Linked DNA regions of Mus musculus: regions 1 and 2 are each linked to region 3. The links are chromatin contacts, called in public promoter capture Hi-C maps. All regions are on one chromosome and are shown on one strand. Each heading gives the region's core, a stretch centred on a gene start, on an enhancer-like site or on the middle of the called end of the contact. The rest is flanking DNA. Distances are from core to core; before and after follow the strand shown. Region 1 has its middle 98 kb from the start of Fat3. Region 2 overlaps Fat3 (FAT atypical cadherin 3). Region 3 holds the start of Mtnr1b (melatonin receptor 1B).

Region 1 (3,102 bases), core at 80-2,579, 720 kb after region 3:
AATGGTCATTGTATTGGTACATTGCTCATGCTGCAATTCACCCGGATTTTCCCCTTTATTTTTTCATTTAAGATCCCAGCTCCTGGACTAGTGTTAATCAAATTTACAGTAGGCATTAATTACCTTTTAACAACCTGGTCTACAAAGTCCACAAACATATCTAAATGCTTGTCTCCTAGGTGAGTCTATATCCTGTAAATTTATTAACCACTACCAAATATTGGGGAGATTAACTACCTCTCCTTTAAAAATACACACCAAGGCTGGGTGCCTGGCTCAGCATATAAAAATGCTTGACACACACATCTGCTGACCTGAGTCCAGTTCACCAGATCCCATGTAGAAATCATAGGTAGTCACTGAGGGCCAATGATGGAGGTTGTTCATTGACCACCACATGTGAAACATAAATCCATACTCATAAATAAATGAATGTTAAAACAACCCAAAACAAACTTACTTTCTCAAGGTATGGCCTCGGCAGAAAACTCTGACCTGTTCATTTGTTTTATCTTAAAGGGAATTTGCTCGGGTGAATGACTGACAACTTTCTCTTCTCCACACATTTTGTCTATTTCAGACTCTTTCTACACAGAGCCAGAACTGTATAGTTTATTTACTTCATGATGATGCTGTGAAGATTTGCCTGAGAAAACACACATTTACTGTAAAACACTGTGATCATCAATTTTCATTGTTATTGTTGTATATGAATTTATTCTGTTGTAAAACATTTGTAAAGTTAATGGTCATTTCAATTTTACAAAATATGGCATTCCCAAATTACATGAAATTTTTGGAGTCTTTTCACCTGTCAGTTAAAATAAAGAAGTAAGGCATTAGAGGATTAGATTAAAAACACTTCTGCAGGCACCACTGATGCTGAAATTGGAATGTAGCTACTGTGTGGCTCACACCAAAGCCACAGCAATTCCTATGGTATTTTATGAAGCTCTAGAGCTCTCTCTTTGTTTTTGGGCAATTGTCATGAAAATGGCCCTATTGCAACATTTTGATGCCTAATCACTCCGAGTTTCAACAAAATCAATGTTGTGGCTTTGTGAGTGTGTGCCTACATGTACATACAGGCTCACATGCAGCCTTACAAACTGGAATGAAAATGGTTTTACCATGACTCTATTATTTAAAGCATCATTTTCTGATGGCTCTAGCAAAGCCTTTGATCAGGCCAAGCTGTGTGGCTCAATGGAATCCATGCATAGAATCCTATCTAGTTGCAGAAAGATTGCATCATAGAAGCTGAATGGCTCAATTGCTGTAATTCTAAAGCCAGCATTCTGGGGAAGCATTACTATTCAGCAACATCAAAAGAGTCCCCAGAATGGAAATTGACCCTGCCTGGTAATATAAACAGGTCAGTTGTGGGAGAGTGCTCAGAGACAGTTATGATGTAATATCCTGCATCCAGTAGTCACAGGCTAATCTGTTTGAGCGTCTCCTCTGCCATTTCTTTTTCCCAGGAATAAAATAGAAGGTAAAGTGAATACAGATAAGGATGAGAGCTTCTCTCCAGCCATTTAAGGAACAAGCCTATTGTCCAGCCTCCACCAGGAGACAGTGTGGCTGGAAGAGTCTATTTGCATCACTGGGGCTGTTCCCTCAAAGACTTCCCTTTCTTTTTGTGGGTGAGGTCTTTCTATTCTGATTTATGATCTGTATGTCTCTGCTGACTTTTTTTTTTTAAATAAAGTTTTCATTGTTCATCAATGTGCATTACAGCAGCCACAGCTAATATTTGTGCAGGTGCAGCTGGCATTTAAAAATAGAAATCAAAGATAAAGACAAACCTTTTTTTAAATGAATAAAATTAGTATATGAGGTATTATTATCATAATGGTATTTGCAAATCAAGTGTATCAGACCCCCCCCCCCCCAAACTTCACATCCTGGTCCTCCAGTCTCCTTTCCACTTCCATGTCAAATGAATCTTTCTGCACCTCCCACTTCATTACCATCTTCTTTACACAAGATTGGTGCCCTCCCTAGACTTTTAGGTTTTACCCACAATTACAGCCATTTTGGAATATATATGCATATATTACAGGCCCAGAGAGCGAGAGCATGCTGCTTTCATTGTTCTAAGGTTGGGTAGAATCGATGCGATGCTTCCCAGATCTACCAGTCTTCCTGCAAATTTCATGATTTCCTTTTTTATGGATGAATAAAATTCCATTATGAATATGTACCACATTTTCATTATCTGTTTATCAGTTAATGGACATTTAGGTCAGTTCCATTCTCTTTTGATCATGAATAGACCAGCAATAAACAGGGATTGTTCAAGTATCTCTGCTGAAAGCTGTGGAGTCCTTTGAATAGACACCCAGGACTGCTATGGCTGCTGCACATTGTTTTTCTAGTTTAGCCTTTTACTACCTGATTTTACAAGCTTCTTGAGACCCTTTCAATGCCAGCCTTACAATCCCAGGGAGCATAAAGGTTAAGAGCAAAGAATTAATTCATGCTAGAAAATAAAAAGTTGCAGTTTTTTTTTCCATAAAGACTTTTAATGAAATTAAAGGTGAAAATCTGCTAAGAACCTGCAATTTGCAGACATGTAGACTTGATTTTAACTTATTTATGTAAAGGCAGTGAGGTTTAATAGGTAGCTGTGTCACCCTGAGTGTCTAATGCAGGCTTGCTCAGGGTACCTTTGACTTGGAAGACTAAATGTCATAAATCAGATTCATCTCCATTGTCACTCCATAACACCCAGCCCAATGCCTTAGTAAACATGGACGACCAGGTGGATGGGTCACATGAGTCAGTCTCACTTGGGCTCAGAGCCCTATGGTTCTGAGTCAGATTAAAAGGACCCAGAGGCTTTGACACTGCTGGGCAGTCCCCAATTCTCCCTTCACAAACTACTACAAATCTCTCAAGTCTTTCTCTGAAAATATTCCTTCTAGTCAGTGTTTGGAAACTCTCTATATATGTTTTGAAAACAATAAAAAGAAAAGAATACCTCACTGTGTGCATTTTGTTTAATTATGGCTGTTGTCTGTGTAAGGAATTCTATTTACTAGCAAAAAAGAAAAGAAAACAAAACAAAACAAAATTTTGTCCAACTATCATCCATAA
Region 2 (3,406 bases), core at 665-3,164, 610 kb after region 3:
AAGTCATGTTTTACTCTGGGTACAATGTGTATGCAAGCTAAAATCTAGACATCTTTGTGTCTGCAGATGTGCAAATGAAATTTAGTATTGCAATAATGCTAACTGTTACCACCTCAAACAGGGCAGCTTTTCAAGCTTGGGAAAGTGCTTTCAACCTGGATCACAAAAGAAAGCAGATAGACCACCTAAAGCAACAGCCCATTGGAACTGGCAATGCAGCTCAGTGGTCAAATGCTCCCCTCTCATGCACAAGGGCCTAGGTTCAATTCTTAGCATCATGAAGAGAAATGAGCAACTACGCCAAAGCTACCTATTATTTGAGTGAATGCAAACACTGATCAGCTAATACTATAACTAAGCAAGCAGATCAGCCCCATCAACAACCTGAACTCACGGTCCTTGAAACAAAGGCTTGCTAGTGTATGCCATGGTGTCATCGTTTGGAGGCTAATTATGGGATGGATCCCTGGATATGGCAGTCTCTAGATGGTCCATCCTTTTGTCTCAGCTCCAAACTTTGTCTCTGTAACTCCTTCCATGGGTCATTGTTTCCAATTCTAAGAAGGAGCAAAGTGTCCACACTTTGGTCTTCGTTCTTCTTCAGTTTCATGTGTTTTGCATCTTGTACCTTAGACTAGGCCGGGGCCTAGCAAACACAGAAGTGGATGCTCACAGTCAACTATTGGATGGATCACAGGGCCCCCAATGGAGGAGCTAGAGAAAGTACCCAAGGAGCTAAAGGGATCTGCAACCCTATAGGTGGAACAACAATATGAACTAAGCAGTACCCCAGAGCTCTTGACTCTAGCTGCATATATATCAAAAGATAGCCTAATCGGCCATCAATGGAAAGAGAGGCCCATTGGTCAGGCAAACTTTATATGCCCCAGTACAGGGGAACGCCAGGGCCAAAAAATGGGAATGTGGGGGGGAGGGGAGTGACGGGGAGGATGTGGGGGACTTTGGGGATAGCATTGGAAATTTAATTGAGGAAAATACGTAATAAAAAAATGCAAAAAAACAAAACAAACAAACAAAAAAAAAACAACCTGAACTCACTGCAAGTCATCAGTTATTACTGACCTAACATCGGCTGTCAGTGTCTTTCTACAAATAACGCTCCTGCCAGTTCAAGTGAAATCAAATTTAAATTTCAGAGAATGTAATTTAAGTAATTCAGGTACTTTTACCAGCATAGGCATATATTGTTCTACAAAAAAAATCTGTGAGAACACTTTGCAGATGTGAATGAATAAAATACCGATCGAGAGTTACATTATACAACAATGATTAAAGTACTTGAAACAGTAAAAGAAACTTCACAAGTGAACTTCAGCAATCCTATCTTTGCCAAGCACAAACAATTGCATCATACAAGTGTGGACTCTCCATTTCGACACAAGTGCATTGAGACGAGGTTCCTGGGGTGGGGGTGGGGTGGGCATCAAAGCACTGTGAAATACACTCTCACTGCTAGCCTAACTAGCCTAAAGCCAGCAAAGAGTTAAATGCCCAGGATTGCTCAGTAATGAATGCCTAGGAAGTTTGGCCAAGGAATATCAAGTAGACACCAGGGCCAGAGCAACTGCTAAAGGGATGACCTCCTTGAATCTCATTTGCATAGCAATGAGATGCCACAAAGCAATGCTGTCTGCCTCTAACCCTGCTGCATTTTGTTGTGACTTTAAGCAAAACAGCCTTCCAAAGTAAAAACAAAATTATTCCAGCAGTGGGTCTGGGGAGCTGTGTGTAAAATGGACTGCAGTACCATTGGCCCAGACTTAGTCATTCTGTGAACATGAGCAACTGAAAGGAAGGGCAACGCAAACTTTTAAGGATGTTTCCAGGTAAGTTGCCAAGGATAATGCATGTCTGCTCACAAACAGACAAGCCAATATGTCAATAAGCAGAGCCAAGCTCACTTCCAGCGTATGTGAGGCAGCCTGAGGCTGTTTTGTATAATCATGCCGAAGCTTTCCATCACTTTCAGGGTTTGTTTTTGTTTTGTCTGCTTTATTCTAAGGACTGTGCTTGCAAGTATTATTATCCGTAAATACTAACAAGGGAGAGTGGAGACTTTTACCCCTACTGTTGAAGAATGTCACTGTTTGTCAGTTCACACAGCTAACATGATGAAAGGGACAAGAAACAGCAGCATTGTTCAGGCAGTGACAAATGGCAAAGGCATTCAACAAAATGCTCAAGCTCTGTGTGTTCTTAATAAACAAGCAAACAAACAAACAAACAAACATGTTTCCAAGCTTAATATGGCACAAGTTCACTTCTCTCCAGGTTGTAGGCATCAAATTCAATGTGCAATTCAAAGGAAAAACACTTATTCTGCTTCATAATGTCTTGGACAAGCAACCTACCCAGATAAGGTTGTTTTTGGTAGAGAATATATGAGTGTTTATTCTTTTCTGTCACTATGTCAAGTAAAAGTCCTCAAATTCCTGTGCCACCCTTCGAAAGGTATACGTACCAACTCTTACTTGAGTGATTTTGATAGGACCTCGAATTATTCACCAGACATGATGAATCTACTTCAGGCAATGAGATTAATATTTTAGTAAGTCCTCTCCCATGAAACAGGAAGCCCTTTAGTAATGACCTTGGACCAGATAAGAGGAAAGTCAGAAAAAGCAGGTCTAAAGCCAGAGGGTAATTGTTTTCAAAGACTCTTTTATGCAAAAAGACTCCTAATCAAGCTAATACAATTTTTTTTTCATTTTTATCTTCTATTTTTTTTTAATTTATATTCATCTGAGGCTCTATAAACAAAAACAAAGCACAGCAGATTTTCATCTTCCTATACAAATAGTCAGTCACAAGGAACCTAAAGAAAGGTGCTGGGAACCCATGACTCATTTTTCGACATGGCTCTAAAGTCAGGTGATAAAATTTCCTTAGGTAGAGTGGACACCATGTGCATTAGGGCCTCTCTAACATCTGCTTCCTGTTGTGTAGTCAGTTACCTGGAAGGGCAAAACCATATTCAGAAGAGAACATCTGTGTTCTCCCCAGGGAATGGAGTGTGCTGACAGATGCCCTGACTGTACACTCAAATTGTAGAAAATGATTGGAGCTCAGAGCAGAACACCCAAAGAGAAAGCCTGGAAATGAACTTGGACTTGAAGGCATTGAAAGGGTCTTGGTAGGGAAAGTCTCTAAATTCCCTCTGTCTCTTTCTTTCCCCAAGTAGGTCATAGAAATTAAGATCCCTCTTTCCCGAGGTGTTTAAGAAAGCTACATATCTCGGAGCTCTTGACTCTAGCTGCATATGTATCAAAAGATGGCCTAGTTGGCCATCACTGGAAAGAGAGGCCCATTGGACTTGCAAACTTTATATGCCCCAGTACAGGGGAACGCCAGGGCCAAAAAGGGGGAGTGGGTGGGTAGGGGAGTG
Region 3 (3,493 bases), core at 386-2,885:
TGCCTCCCTGTTCAGGAAATGGATGTTTGAGGCTGCAGTGTTAGGGCAGTGTGTGTGTGTGTGTGTGTGTGTGTGTGTATGTTAAGCATAGTTTTCTAACAGAAGCTAACTCTTTGCTACTACAGGTTTATTTTCCAAAACTACAATGATGTCTTGAAAAGGTACTCCAGGAAAGAGTGACTGGTGCCTGTGTGCTCCTTAGTAATGCTAACTTTCCCACAGGATGACTAAAAACTCAAACTTGACTCCTGGATTCTTTTATAGATGAAAATTCTCGGCACCCTCTTTCCTCAAGACATTTATATAATTTAGTAAGAATGGCTTTTGCCAAGAGCCTGGCATCTTAGAAAGGCAGTTTAAAGCTTTCCCGTTGTTAATTTTCACACCATTTCCATTTTAGTTGGTCCTGACATGCAAGGTAAGAATGACAAAATTAATAAGAATTGATAAGAATTAATAAGAATTGATAAGAATCAGTGTGTCACTGAGGGCCCTCTCAGGCTCACCTGGTCACACACTGCAGCACCCCATCAGGAGGTGACCTTATACACCCCTGCCTCTGGCCTTGTTACCCTTCAGGGAAAAATTGAAATGAGAATAGATTGGAAAGAAAAAGCATTTTAAGAATTGACACATAATTTAGCCAAATCATTGCTTAGATTCTCACAGTGCGTCCCACAATTTCCCTGTCTTCATTCAGAAAAGCTGGTGTTGATAGAAGTCGCGCCTGCAATGTCTAAACTACACTCTCACTTGGAATTGGATCTTCTAGTGACTAGATGAATTTTTGACATAAAGCTTAGCAGAATCCTGGCATCCATCCATTGCTCACGTCCATACAGTGTACGGTCGTTCTGCCAGCAAGGGTCTTTAAATTACCTAGTGTATGAAGTCAGCTTGGCAGGTAGAGAGAGGCAGTCTGTAACAGGTCAGGAGCGTCTATGGCCGAAGGCGCTCCGTCTAGCAGAAACAGTTGAAACGCCATAGGTAGCTGCAGTGTGTATCTCTACAGCTCTCGCAGCCTGCCACAAATGAGTGCTCAAGAGAAGCCTGGCTCATTCATATTGGCATTAATGTGTCAAGTGTGTCCTGGGCAGCTTCCAGACTAACTTCGCAGGAGGAAACCAGAACTTCCTCTAACTTCTTCAAAGAACCAAAGTCTGGGATTGGATGAATGAATGTGACACCTGCCACTGAGGACAGAACAGGGACATGTGGGTGACAGGTGTGTGAGGAGGTGTTAAGGATCTAAGGTTCGGAGTTCGAACCAGTGGCAAGGTATGGTGGGATCTCAGTGTCAAGGAAGCTTACACTCACCTGCGTTCCGCAGCTTGCGGTTCCTGAGCACTGAGAGGATGACAAGCAGGTTCCCCACGAAGTCCACGGCTGTGGTGACGACGACTACTGTAGATAGCATGGGAGCCACCCAGGGGGCCCGGGCAGTCACAGGGGGCCTGGCTCCGGCTGACCCAGACCAACTAGGGCGCGCTGCCAGCCCGCTGGCCTCACAGCAGTTAGGGATTGAGCTGTTCTCAGGCATCTCGACGCTGCCTGGGATAGATGCACAAGGTGCGCACTGCTTGGGGCGCTCCCGCTGTCCCCTCCCCGCCCAGTGAGTGTTAAGAAGAGGCTGCGGGGAGGGACCTAGAGGAGACAATTAATTGAACGTGGGCAGAGGGGCGGAGAGAAATAAAAGGTCCAGACAGGGACTGGGACTCAGGTGCTGTAGAGAAGAACGCGTCCCTCAGTGGCACGCTCAAGAACAGCGCTACAGCGTCTCTGCGTCTCTGCGCGATTGCCGGAGATCAGCCAGTGCTGGCCCATCTTAGAATGCCTACCAGTGTCTGACCCACTTTAGGTGGCCTAGTTGATAAGGTCTGTGCCCCTAAAAACCAGGGATAGGTAGATCTTTTACTACGTGGAGAAGCTGTGTTCATTTGGGAGCACCCTTCTTTGCGGACTGGAGCAGGTACTGGTTAGAGTTGTCTGATCATCAGAAGGATGGGGTTTGAGACCCCCCCACCCCTGCTAGGCGCTGCTGCTCTAAAGAGCAGGTGACTCCTGAGGAGTGAGGATCAACCCCAAATCTATGAAGCCAACAGTGCTGAACTCTGGTAGGTGACAGGGAAGGTATCCAGCAGCTACATGTTGTGTATTGTGAATGACCGTGAGGTTAGTGCTGGAAAACAAACACTTTTAAAAAATACATGTGTGGATATTGGTTTAAGAATGGTGCTTATATGGGTTCATGGTCCATGGTGGAGGTTATCATAATGTGGGCTTGGGGAAGGGGCAAGAAGATCAGAGAAGCATGAGCACAGGATAGAAAGAAATTTGACCACTGGGTACATATAATGTTCCCTGATCTCGCTTGTGCTGCTTATGTTGGCCCCACTAGAACCACTAACACCAGCTGACCAGGAAACCTGAGTTTATCAAGAGACTGAAAAGGGGATCTCATATTGCCCCAAGGCAAATGGAGTGGGGTTTTAAGATAGGTGCCTGTGCCTGCCTTATATAGTTAATCCTATGTTCACCATCAAAGGACACACAGTTGAGATTAAGCAGAAATTCATAATGAAACTGCATCAACATGAAAATCAAAGGCTATCCTTTCCACACCATTTATCCCACATTTGCCACAGCAGTTTTGTGTGTATCACCCCAAGCCCAAAACACTCCACTAACAGAAGGGTGGGTAAGTCAGCTTCACACACTGGGATAAAAACTGCATGTAAACACAACTGCATGGATTAATGTCAAAGTATCACACAATGCCAGGGGTGGAACCCATATGTACCTAACACACACACATGCACGTTCACACACACACACACACACACACACACACACACACACACACACACACACACACACCTTCATGTGCATATGTGTATTAAGTGAAATAAAAGAAGGCAGTATAATCCAAATACTATGCATACAAAAAGTATTTAGTAATTTGCTCACTCCATGAGATCTAACATTAATCTGCGATAGATCTTCGTTATCTGATAGAACTCAGAACTAGCGTTATGATAGAGATTTAGTTAAGTAATTAATCTGGCAGTTCTGAGGCTCTGAATATTGTATGATAGATGAGCATTCCACTGCCAAGCTACAGCCTGGGCTCTGCAATGTTATTTTTGAGCATTTGACTTTATATAAGTCTTGTTCTTCCTAGAAATCAACAGAAGAAAGGCAGTAGGAGGAGGGGCTATGAGGACAGGGACAAAGGAACACTGCACACCTGGTGAGGTGAGCACATCTCCATCCTGGGAGGGATGACGTTGTGGAGAGAAGTGTTGTTTCCCCTGAGCACAGAGAATGCTGAAGGCAGGTGCAAATTCAAAAGGGTTTCTCAATTGGAGGGAAAGTTTGGGCTCCTCTCAGATTCTGTATTTTGGGGGAGTTTAAGGCTACCCCATATACCAGGCTTGGGGATGGGGTGAGGGTTCAAATACAGGAAAGGATACAAAATGACATTTCAGAGAGT

The links. Promoter capture Hi-C pulls out the DNA fragments that hold promoters and counts their contacts.
Region 1: a contact with region 3 is called in a promoter capture Hi-C map of stem cell-derived epiblast-like cells, with 4 times the contacts expected there. The contact joins the enhancer-like site here to the promoter of Mtnr1b in region 3. A contact is called at or near these places in 4 of 39 promoter capture datasets (liver, maxillary cranial neural crest and stem cell-derived epiblast-like cells), 1 of 484 Hi-C or Micro-C datasets (bone marrow-derived macrophages) and 1 of 9 other capture datasets (adipose tissue).
Region 2: a contact with region 3 is called in a promoter capture Hi-C map of stem cell-derived epiblast-like cells, with 4 times the contacts expected there. The contact joins the enhancer-like site here to the promoter of Mtnr1b in region 3. A contact is called at or near these places in 6 of 39 promoter capture datasets (embryonic stem cells, frontonasal cranial neural crest, hippocampal neurons and 2 more), 1 of 484 Hi-C or Micro-C datasets (bone marrow-derived macrophages), 2 of 115 datasets of contacts at active chromatin or transcription factors (embryonic basal ganglia and forebrain) and 1 of 9 other capture datasets (macrophages).

The regions. Positions count from the first base shown.
Region 1 is chr9:16,598,077-16,601,178 of GRCm38.p6, forward strand. No RefSeq gene overlaps it. Among named protein-coding and RNA genes, the nearest start is that of Fat3, 98 kb to the left of the region's middle. Within about 2 kb of position 1,330, at least 7 of the 459 cell types and tissues checked have an H3K27ac peak or open chromatin away from gene starts, as enhancers often do. A contact at or near this core is called in stem cell-derived epiblast-like cells, where this site is marked.
Region 2 is chr9:16,483,482-16,486,887 of GRCm38.p6, forward strand. All of the region lies in intron 1 of Fat3 (FAT atypical cadherin 3), which reads right to left. Among named protein-coding and RNA genes, the nearest start is that of Fat3, 17 kb to the right of the region's middle. Within about 2 kb of position 1,915, at least 44 of the 459 cell types and tissues checked have an H3K27ac peak or open chromatin away from gene starts, as enhancers often do. A contact at or near this core is called in embryonic basal ganglia and stem cell-derived epiblast-like cells, where this site is marked.
Region 3 is chr9:15,872,921-15,876,413 of GRCm38.p6, forward strand. Mtnr1b (melatonin receptor 1B) reads right to left here and starts at 1,636. Exons shown (of 2, transcript NM_145712.2): 1 at 1,318-1,636. The coding sequence starts at 1,540.